Linked DNA regions of Mus musculus: region 1 is linked to region 2. A link is a contact called in public Hi-C data. All regions are on one chromosome and are shown on one strand. The core of a region is the stretch at or near the end of the contact, and the rest is flanking DNA. Distances in the headings are between cores, read along the strand shown. Region 1 holds the start of Gpr39 (G protein-coupled receptor 39). Region 2 has its middle 48 kb from the start of Actr3.

Evidence for each region. Hi-C and Micro-C count contacts between places; a contact is called where the count stands out from the background.
Region 1: a contact with region 2 is called in a Hi-C map of Sertoli cells, with 4 times the contacts expected there. The contact joins the promoter of Gpr39 here to the enhancer-like site in region 2. A contact is called at or near these places in 7 of 39 promoter capture datasets (the C10 cell line, the HPC-7 cell line, embryonic stem cells and 3 more), 7 of 484 Hi-C or Micro-C datasets (the Ba/F3 cell line, the HPC-7 cell line, Sertoli cells and 3 more) and 3 of 9 other capture datasets (embryonic stem cells, liver and pancreatic islet).

What each region holds. Positions count from the first base shown.
Region 1 is chr1:125,674,116-125,678,702 of GRCm38.p6, reverse strand. Gpr39 (G protein-coupled receptor 39) reads right to left here and starts at 1,707. Exons shown (of 2, transcript NM_027677.2): 1 at 511-1,707. The coding sequence starts at 1,366.
Region 2 is chr1:125,385,871-125,390,095 of GRCm38.p6, reverse strand. No RefSeq gene overlaps it. Among named protein-coding and RNA genes, the nearest start is that of Actr3, 48 kb to the left of the region's middle. Within about 2 kb of position 2,260, at least 14 of the 459 cell types and tissues checked have an H3K27ac peak or open chromatin away from gene starts, as enhancers often do. A contact at or near this core is called in Sertoli cells, where this site is marked.

The DNA of each region.
Region 1 (4,587 bases), core at 458-2,957, 290 kb before region 2:
TTTAGACTTGTAGATCACAGCTGCTAGAAATAGCAGTCTAAAGAGCAAGTATCCCTGAGAAGCCAGTTTCTTCCAAAGAGGAGAAAAACAAATTCGGACAAAATTTCCCTGCCGAGTTAAGGCTCTCTGGCCTAAGGATCCAGTAAGATAGCAGTATCTCTCTTTATCTCTGAAGGACTTGTCCCTGTCCAAAGGAACTCTCACTCGACCTGGGTGATTTCATTTGTCCCTCTTATCACCCAGTATCTTTATCTAAGATACTTTGTTTATAGCCTGAAGTCATAGGAATAATGTACCAGACCTTTCAATGTCACAGGCCACATTTTTCCTAAACACAAAGAAGAGACATCTCCCCCGCCCCCCCCTCCCCGCCCCCCAATAAGCACCAAGACCTTTATTTAGCTGCTGCTTTTTAGCCTCAGTGAACTCCGGGTTTCACTTCTCGGGCCAGAAGGCCCACGTCCCCCCTCCTCCCCCCAGCCCCCTCTCCCCACCGCGACCTAGACTCACTCAGGAATATGATGGTCTGTCTTCTTGCTGTCCGGCTCTCCTCACTCTCTGACTTCCTCAGCTGGAGCTGTGGCCCGGTCCCTGCAAGAGTGCCCTGCTTGCTCTTCATTAGCACTTTCATCATATTCCAACACATGAAAGCCACAGACGCCAGGACCACCAGGTAAACAGCAAAGGCCCCAAAGATGCTGGACTGGAAGACCTCCCAACGGTTGGAGAGGTTCGTGCAGATGGACATATTGGAGTTTCCAGGTTCATCGTGGTGGCGGGTGCGAGAGAGGTTGCAGTTGAGTCCCTTGTGAGTGGGTACGTTTACCAGAGGGTACTCGATACCCATGGCAAAGAGCAAAGGCAGTGCCACCAGGGCGGAGGTGACCCATACAAAGCCAATCAGCAGTTTCACCTGGCGAGGTCCAGACACTGCTTTATACTTGAAGGGATGACAAATGGCAATGTAGCGCTCAAAGCTGAGGGTCAGCACGTGCAGCAGTGTGGCGTAGCTGCACGTCTCAAAGAGGAACGTGTGGAGCTTACAGGACAGAGCATAGCTGGGTGTGGTCAGGGGGTTCCAAATGATGCTGTAGAACTCCATGGGCATGCCAATCAAAAAGACCAAGATATCTGAACAAGCCAAACTGACCATGTGATCTGTCACCTCCTTCTGCAAATAGCCCTTCTTCTGCAATACCTGCGTAACCCTGATGGTGACGCTGTTGCCCAAGATGCCTACCACAAAGATGATCAGGTACACCAAGATGAGGGTGATTTTGATCCAAGTGGCCACCTCAAATTCAGGAACATGGCTGTGATCGATGACACGGGAGCAGATGTGGTTGGAGCCACTGGATGAAGCCATGAGGAAGAGAGACCCAGACCACCAGGTCCCCAAATGTCTCCACTGCCCTTTCTTCGGCCTCCCAAAGAAGCCCCGCAACTCACCAGCGTGGGCGCAACACTTTTCTGTCACTGTGGTTGGCTGGCCAGGAGTGACTTAGTTTTTCGGCTCTCTCATTGTAACTTCCTGGAATAATTCACCCTAGAATCCCTGGCGACGCAGTGGGTGGCGGTGGGGTTTGGAGATAGTCACTCCGGGTGAGGAGGGACCAGTCCGGAGGAGGCTCTGACCTCCCTACTCAACTCTGAGTAAGAGCCGCAGAACTCTGTCTGGCGGCGGATCCTCCTCTCCCTTCCAGGTCCCTGGCACTGGCCTCCCCGACTGCCTTTCAGAAGGGAAGGGAAGAGGTCTCACACGGGTCAATCATTAACCACAGCCCATTCTGCTTAGCAGCCTGCAGCAGAACCAGCCCAGCCAGCCTCAGGGTCTGACTCAACACAGATTGTGGCAGGAAAAGGAACAGCACCTCCCCACCCCCTCGCTCTTGCAGCCTTCTCCTGGCCAGTCTTTGAGGTTTCTTGGGACCGGCAAACCGAGTAGGTGTGGCACCTGGGAAGGCGGAGGTCTCTCCCGGCCATGGAGAGAGGCAATCATCTATAAACTCCTGTATCTGAGATGCCCTGCCTTGCAAGACTGGTTGGGCTGTGGCTTGCCCTGAAAACTCTGCAAGTGCGCTCCCAGTAGTGCCTAGGTTATAAGATACCCAGGTATTTGCAATGAATTACTACCTGGAAGTCATCCCCAACCTGGCTAATAAGACCATTTTTGAAGTCTGGCTTGGCTCCAAGCCTCCTCATGTGCATAGTGCACGCTGCCTCTCCATACCGCAGTTGGTGGTTGTGTCACGAAGCCATTCTCTCCCCAGGGGCTGGGAATGTAGGTGGATGCGAAAGGGGTGCCTGTGTTCTAGATACCTGGTTAGGGAAGCAAGTCCTTCAAGGGAAGCTGTTTCCACAAGCTAGAGGACCACAGCAGGAGCTCATGGGCTCTCAAAGAGGTCCCGTCCCCCCTCACCCCTCTCACCCCCCTCACACACACACACCCCTCCTCTTAAACGGGTGGAGGGATTCTAATGCTCAGGTTGAGCTTTTCAGTGTAGAAATTCCATGTAACTCTAGAATCGAAAATCGAAAGAAAGTGAGTGGACATATGCACCCAACAGTCAACGTGTGTGCAGACATTGCTAAGTGGGGACTTGGGGAAGTCACTGTAAGCCAAGCACTACTGTCCTGAAGAATTAGACTGTGTATAGTCCCTACCCATCCTGACAACAGCTTTTCCTTGTCTGGATCACCATACCTGGGTTAACACTTCAAAGACAGAAGATAACTGAGTCCCCTTGGGTCATAAAATTACTTCTTTGGGTTGGTTGTCTATTGCTTGTTTTTTGAAAGATGGTTTCAGGTAACACAGGCTGGCTTCCAACACCATATAGGCCAGTAAAATCTTGAACTCCTGATCCTTCTGCCTCCCCCTTCCAAGTGCTGGAATTTCAGGCATTTAACACCACTCTTTGTGAGACATTGAGACCTAGGGCTTCACAAATGCTGGACAAACCCTCTACCAACTGAGCCACATCCCCCACTCTGTGTGAAATCTTAAGAAAAATTCAAATACATAAAGACAGGAAGCTGAGAAGGGCAATTCCCAGAGACAGCGAAGGAAAGGAGGTGCACTGAAGGGTGCTGGTTTGCAGTTGTACAGGGTAAATGTATCTAGATATTATTAACTCAAGTCCCCTAACTTGGGACTTAAGTTAATAGTACTTTGAGGCTCAATAAGTATAGCAAGAGACCACAGGTGTAACACACTTAACAGTAGCTCTGGGGCACAAGGAAACAAGGGAATTGTTTGTAGTCACCTTTTCACTGTGTGTTTTAGCTTGCTTTGGGTTGCTATGTTAACAAACTCCTAGCCAAAGCAACTTGAGGTGAAGGGCTTTTACTTGGTTTTTACTCCCTAGGTCAGTCTTGGAGGGAAGTCAGGGTAGGAACTGAAACAGAACACATGGAGACTCAGGATTTGCTAGCTTACCCACGCTCCAGGCCTGCTAGCTTCTTTCTCATCCACCCCAGGGCTACCTGTCTAGGGATGGCACTGCCCACACTGGGATGGATGACCGTACTGTAGAATAGTGAAAAAGAGCCATAGTTATCACCCTGCCCCCAAATCAATTCCAAGCAGATCAGAGACCTCAACGCTGAATTGCTAGGGGAAAACAGACATGGGTGCAGGAAATACAATTCCATTTGTCCAGGAATTAAGGCCAACAATTCACAAATGGGACCTCATAAAATTTAAAAGCTCCTGTACACAAAGAAAACCATCAATCAAGTGAGGAGGAAGCCCCCAGAGTGGAGGGGGGGAATCCTTGCCATCTATACACCCAGTAGAAGATTATTATCCAAAATAGATAAAGAACTCAGAGAAAAAAAAAACAACAAAGAATCAAGAAAATAAATTACTGAATTAAAAAGTGGTGTACGTAGGTGGACAGAGTTCTCAAAAAAAAAAAAAAGAAGAAGATGGCTAAAAAATATATCTTTAAGTGTTTAACTCCTTAGCAATAAGGAAAATGTAATTTGGAAACTATTTTGAAATTTGATCTTACCCCAGTCATAATATCTAAGATCAAGAAAACAAACAACACAAATGCTAAAGAGAATGCTGGGAAGGGGAACCCCCTCCACTGCTGATAGACCTGAGACCTGGTGCAGCCACCGTGGGAATCAGTGAGGAGAACTCTCAAAGAGCTGAAAGTAACCTGGCATAAGGCCCAGCTGTGGCACTCCTTGGCATATATGCAAAGGGCCTCAACCCTACTTCACGGACACTTGCTCCCTCAGCCATGATCAATGCAACTCTAGTGACAAGAGTTAGGAAATGGAGAAACAACCTATGTGTCCTTCAACCAATGCATGGACATGAAAATGTGGCACACATGTACAATGGGCTACTACTTGGCGGTAAAGAAAACAGAAACTAAAGATTCAGGAACTAGAATATATTTACTGAGTGAGGTAACCCAGAAAGATAAGCATCCCTTGTTCTCTTACTTGTGGATCCTAGCTCCAAGTCTCTGTATTTGAATATATAGCCCCTTAACTACAGAAGCGAGGGAAGCAGAAATGGGCCATAGAGGAACAGGGAAAGGAGCTCCAGAGAGGATAAAATACTGGACC
Region 2 (4,225 bases), core at 1,011-3,510:
GCTGAGGTTAGTCATCCCCTTCTGCCAGCTGCTGAGCTTAGTCATTCCCTTCTGCCAGCTGCTGAGGTTAGTCATCCCCTTCTACCAGCTACTGAGCTTAGTCACCCCCTTCTGCCAGCTGCTGAACTTAGTCACCCCCTTCTGCCAGCTGCTGAGGTTAGTCATCCCCTTCTACCAGCTACTGAGCTTAGTCACCCCCTTCTGCCAGCTGCTGAGCTTAGTCACCCCCTTCTGCCAGCTGCTGAGCTTAGTCACCCCCTCCTGCCAGCTGCTGAGCTTAGTCACCCCCTTCTGCCAGCTGCTGAACTTAGTCACCCCCTTCTGCCAGCTGCTGAGCTTAGTCATCCCCTTCTGCCAGCTACTGAGCTTAGTCCTCTCATCTGCCTGCCACTGCTGTTCTCTGTGCTGCAAACCAAAAGTAAGTAAACTTAGTTACCCGAATATTGTCTCCTCTTATCTGAAGGGTATATAATTTCAGTGAAAATGGAAGTGTTCTTAAGGTTCTTATCATGTTACACAGTGAGATTTATTGGTTATCATTTGGAATGTCTAAGGTAACAAACACTTTTCCAGTTGCTGGACATATGATAGTGAACAAAGCAATGTGATTTTTCCATCTGCAACTTAAAGATTGTTAAGAATGTTCTCCCAAGCCTGGCAGTGGTGGCGCACGCCTTTAATCCCAGCACTTGGGAGGCAGAGGCAGGCGGATTTCTGAGTCAGAAATGGTCAGCCTGGTCGACAGTGAGTTCCAGAACAGCCAGGGCTATACAAAGAAACCCTGTGTGTTAGAGAGAGAGAGAGAGAGAGAGAGAGAGAGAAACAGAGAGAGAGAGAGAGAGAGACGGGGGGGGGGGAGAGAGATTGTGTGCTTATGTATACATGTATATATACTCTGTGTGTGTGTGTGTGTGTGTGTGTGTGTGTGAGGAGAGAGAGAGAGAGCGCGCGCGCCCATGAAAGCCAGAGGAGGTGTCAAAGCCCCTGTGGCTGGTGTTAAAGGTGGTTTTAAGGTGTATGCTATGGTGCTCAGGACCTGTGCATTGTAACTGCTGAGCCATCTCTGCACCTCAGGCACACTCTCTATTTAGGACTATCGAGATGGCTCAGCTAGTGGAGGCTCTTGGTGTCCAGCCTGGTGACCTAGATTTTAAGCCCTGGTTTGAAGAAGACAACCAACTCGTGTAAGTGGTCCTCTGACCTCATGTACACTGTGGCTCAAACATACACATAATTTTTAGAAGAATGTTTTCATCTAAATTTTGTAAGTACTATATACTATGCTCACAAAATCCGATTCTACGCAGAATTATGAACTACACATTCTAGCCTGAGTTCTGTGAATAGCTGTCTCTTGTGCTCTCCATTTTGGTTTAGACCCCTCCAGACCAACACAAACAACCCCTTGCAGTGTGTTAATAGTAAAACGTTTTGTTTGTTCTGAGATACAAAGGGCCTTTGCTCGAGGGGGCATTGCGGGTTAAGCACAGTGCTCCCTCCCAACACTTACTTTCTCTTCTCTATAAAGACTGTGATTGTTTAATGCTGACATGTTAAAGCTGACATGTTTGAATACACACTTAAGCAATAAAAAATATTGAGCAGGAAATAAACAAAACAAAACAAAAACCATATGCTTAGACTAGGACCAGACAGAAAAGACCCTCATTTTCCCCATCCACACAAAGACAAAATTGGAAGGATGCTGGTTTGAAAGTGTTCTTTTCCATAAATGGGGTTTACAGAGAAAGCCACATGTATAGCTGTCTTTTTTCCTTTGGGGGAAAAAAAATCACCCTTGTGATTTTTGGCTGAAGAGAAGGCTCAGTGGTTAAGAGCTTGTGTGTGCGAATTTCTTGGTCTGATTTCCAGAACCCACGCTGACAACAAGCAACTGCTTGTGGGGTGTGTGTCTTGTCCACTCTGCTGCCCTCATCAAGACAGGAGCAGAGCATAGGTCAGCCAGCCTGGAGGAAGTGGCATAGCTACACCTTCAAGAGACCCTCCCTGATAACCAGGCAGAAGGGGAGAACTAAGCCCCCAGAGTTGTCCACACATGCAATACACAATTAAAAAAAATAATTAAAAGAAAATTCACCTTTGTATAAGGAATGACTCTGCTGCGTGAATTCCTAGTGTAAGCCTGGTAAAATGTTAATTCCACTTGGGGAAGCACCCGGCCTTCATCTAGCATAGGGAGTGGCAGCTCTAACCTTGAGTTTCCTGGGTGTCATGTACTGGCTTTGATGCCATTGAAACATTGTTACTTGTAATTAGGTTCAGCCTCTCACCCCCACTAAAAGAGCTGGAGGAACTCGTCATTGCTGAGTTATCTCTCCAGTCCCTTAACTAAACCTGCAGAAATACTTGAAGTCATTCGAGTTACTAGCCACTATTTTTAAAAAGTATTTGATAATTGCACATGTAAGATCAATGAACAAGTGTTTCTTTTTTTTTTTTTCCTATTTTGGCAATTCTGAATTTAGCATTAAATACACTGGTGTGTATATTTGTAGCATAACACACATGCACACACCCATTTGCTTTCCCTATCCTATTTTCCACTTTGACAGGTTTTGTGTGTAGACACTTTTCTCCTGCAAAAGACTACCTGCCACTTAATTTTTATCTAGGTCTTGGCCAGCGTTGGGCATAGGGCAGACAGGGGTTGAATCAATACTTCCTACATTGGCCCCAAGAAGCATTTGCTTCAGTTATGTCCCTGGAACTGTCTCCAAGCTTGGATGGTAACAGATGGTGTGTGGTACCCTTTTCATCGAAATCCCACCTCTGGTAAAACACACATTACCCTTAGGCAATGAGGCCCTGTACAATCCAAGCTCGCTATAGTTCCGCCGTCTGCAGTCACCTGAATGTCAATGGATAGATGTGTTCATTCTGATATGTGCTAAGTGCTTATGAGTCTCCATGGGTAGCATCCTCATAGATGAACTACAGGGGGTTGTAAGCCATCAGATTACACCCCAAGGAGACACAGCGTGGCATCTGCAGTTGAAAATGTTCGGAAGTGAATGTGCCATCATTCATCCTGACTTAATTTGTCTTTCAGACTTCCACGTGTTTACATTTGGTTTTCAGTGCGAAGGAAACCATCAGTTATCAATTAGCAATGTTTCCAATGCTGGCTCAGTAGGGAAAGTGCTTGCCATTGCGAGTATGAAGACCCCACTTTGCTCTTCGCACAGCTGTTAAAGCTGGGCACTGCAATGCCTGCTTGTAACCCCAGTTTGGGGGAGACATAGACAGGATGACCCCAAAGGTCTGCTGGTCAGCCAGTGCAGCCAGGGAACTCCAGATTCAACGAGAGATCTTGTTTAAAAAACAAACAAACAAGTAATACCAGCAAGATGTCTCAGCAGGTAAAGTCCCATGTTGAGCAAACTTGAGGACTTAGAGTCAATCTTTAAACCCCCCAAAAGTTGGGAGAAGCTAACTGTCTTGCAGGCTGCCCTCTGACCTCCACATGACCTCCACATGTGCACTGTGGCGCACATGCCCCGACCCTAGCAGGTTACCAGGCTTTGGGGCAATGCCGTTACCCACTGAGGGAAACCTTTAAGATGTTCTGTTGCACCACGGTTGGAGAGACAGGTGGATCAGGGCAGGCTCTGCAGATGAATCAGGAATAAGGCTTGACTTAGTCACCAGCATCCTGCAGAGAAGCGTGAGAGAAACGGCCACCCACTGCTGCCTGGGTGAGGGACTGTGCAGAGTTGTACACAAAATTAGTGGTGAAAAAAACCAAACCAAACCAAAACAGGAACATCACACAAATCCAGCAGCAGCAGAGAGGCTGCCTGGGGCAAAGGTGAACACAAGCAGGCAGGCCTTCCGTACCTCATCACTAGAGCCTGGGGCAGAGAGAGATCAACATACAAAAAGCCCAATATACAAACACAAGTGTTAACTGGTTGGCAGTCAGTGTCTGACTGGGGGATTCCATTAGAAAGTAGATTCCAGGGCCAGTGAGATGGCTCAGCCCGTAAAGGTACTTACCACGAAACCTGATGACCAAGGCTGGCACCCAGAATTCAGTCCCTGGGATCCACAGGGTAGAAGGCAAATACTGCTCCTGCAAGCTGTCCTCTGATCTCCACAAATGCACCCCTCCCCAAGTTAGCAAAGTAAATGTAATAATAATGACAATAGTAGCTATTGATACTTATAATTGGTTATGTAGATATACATAAATGATAATATTATT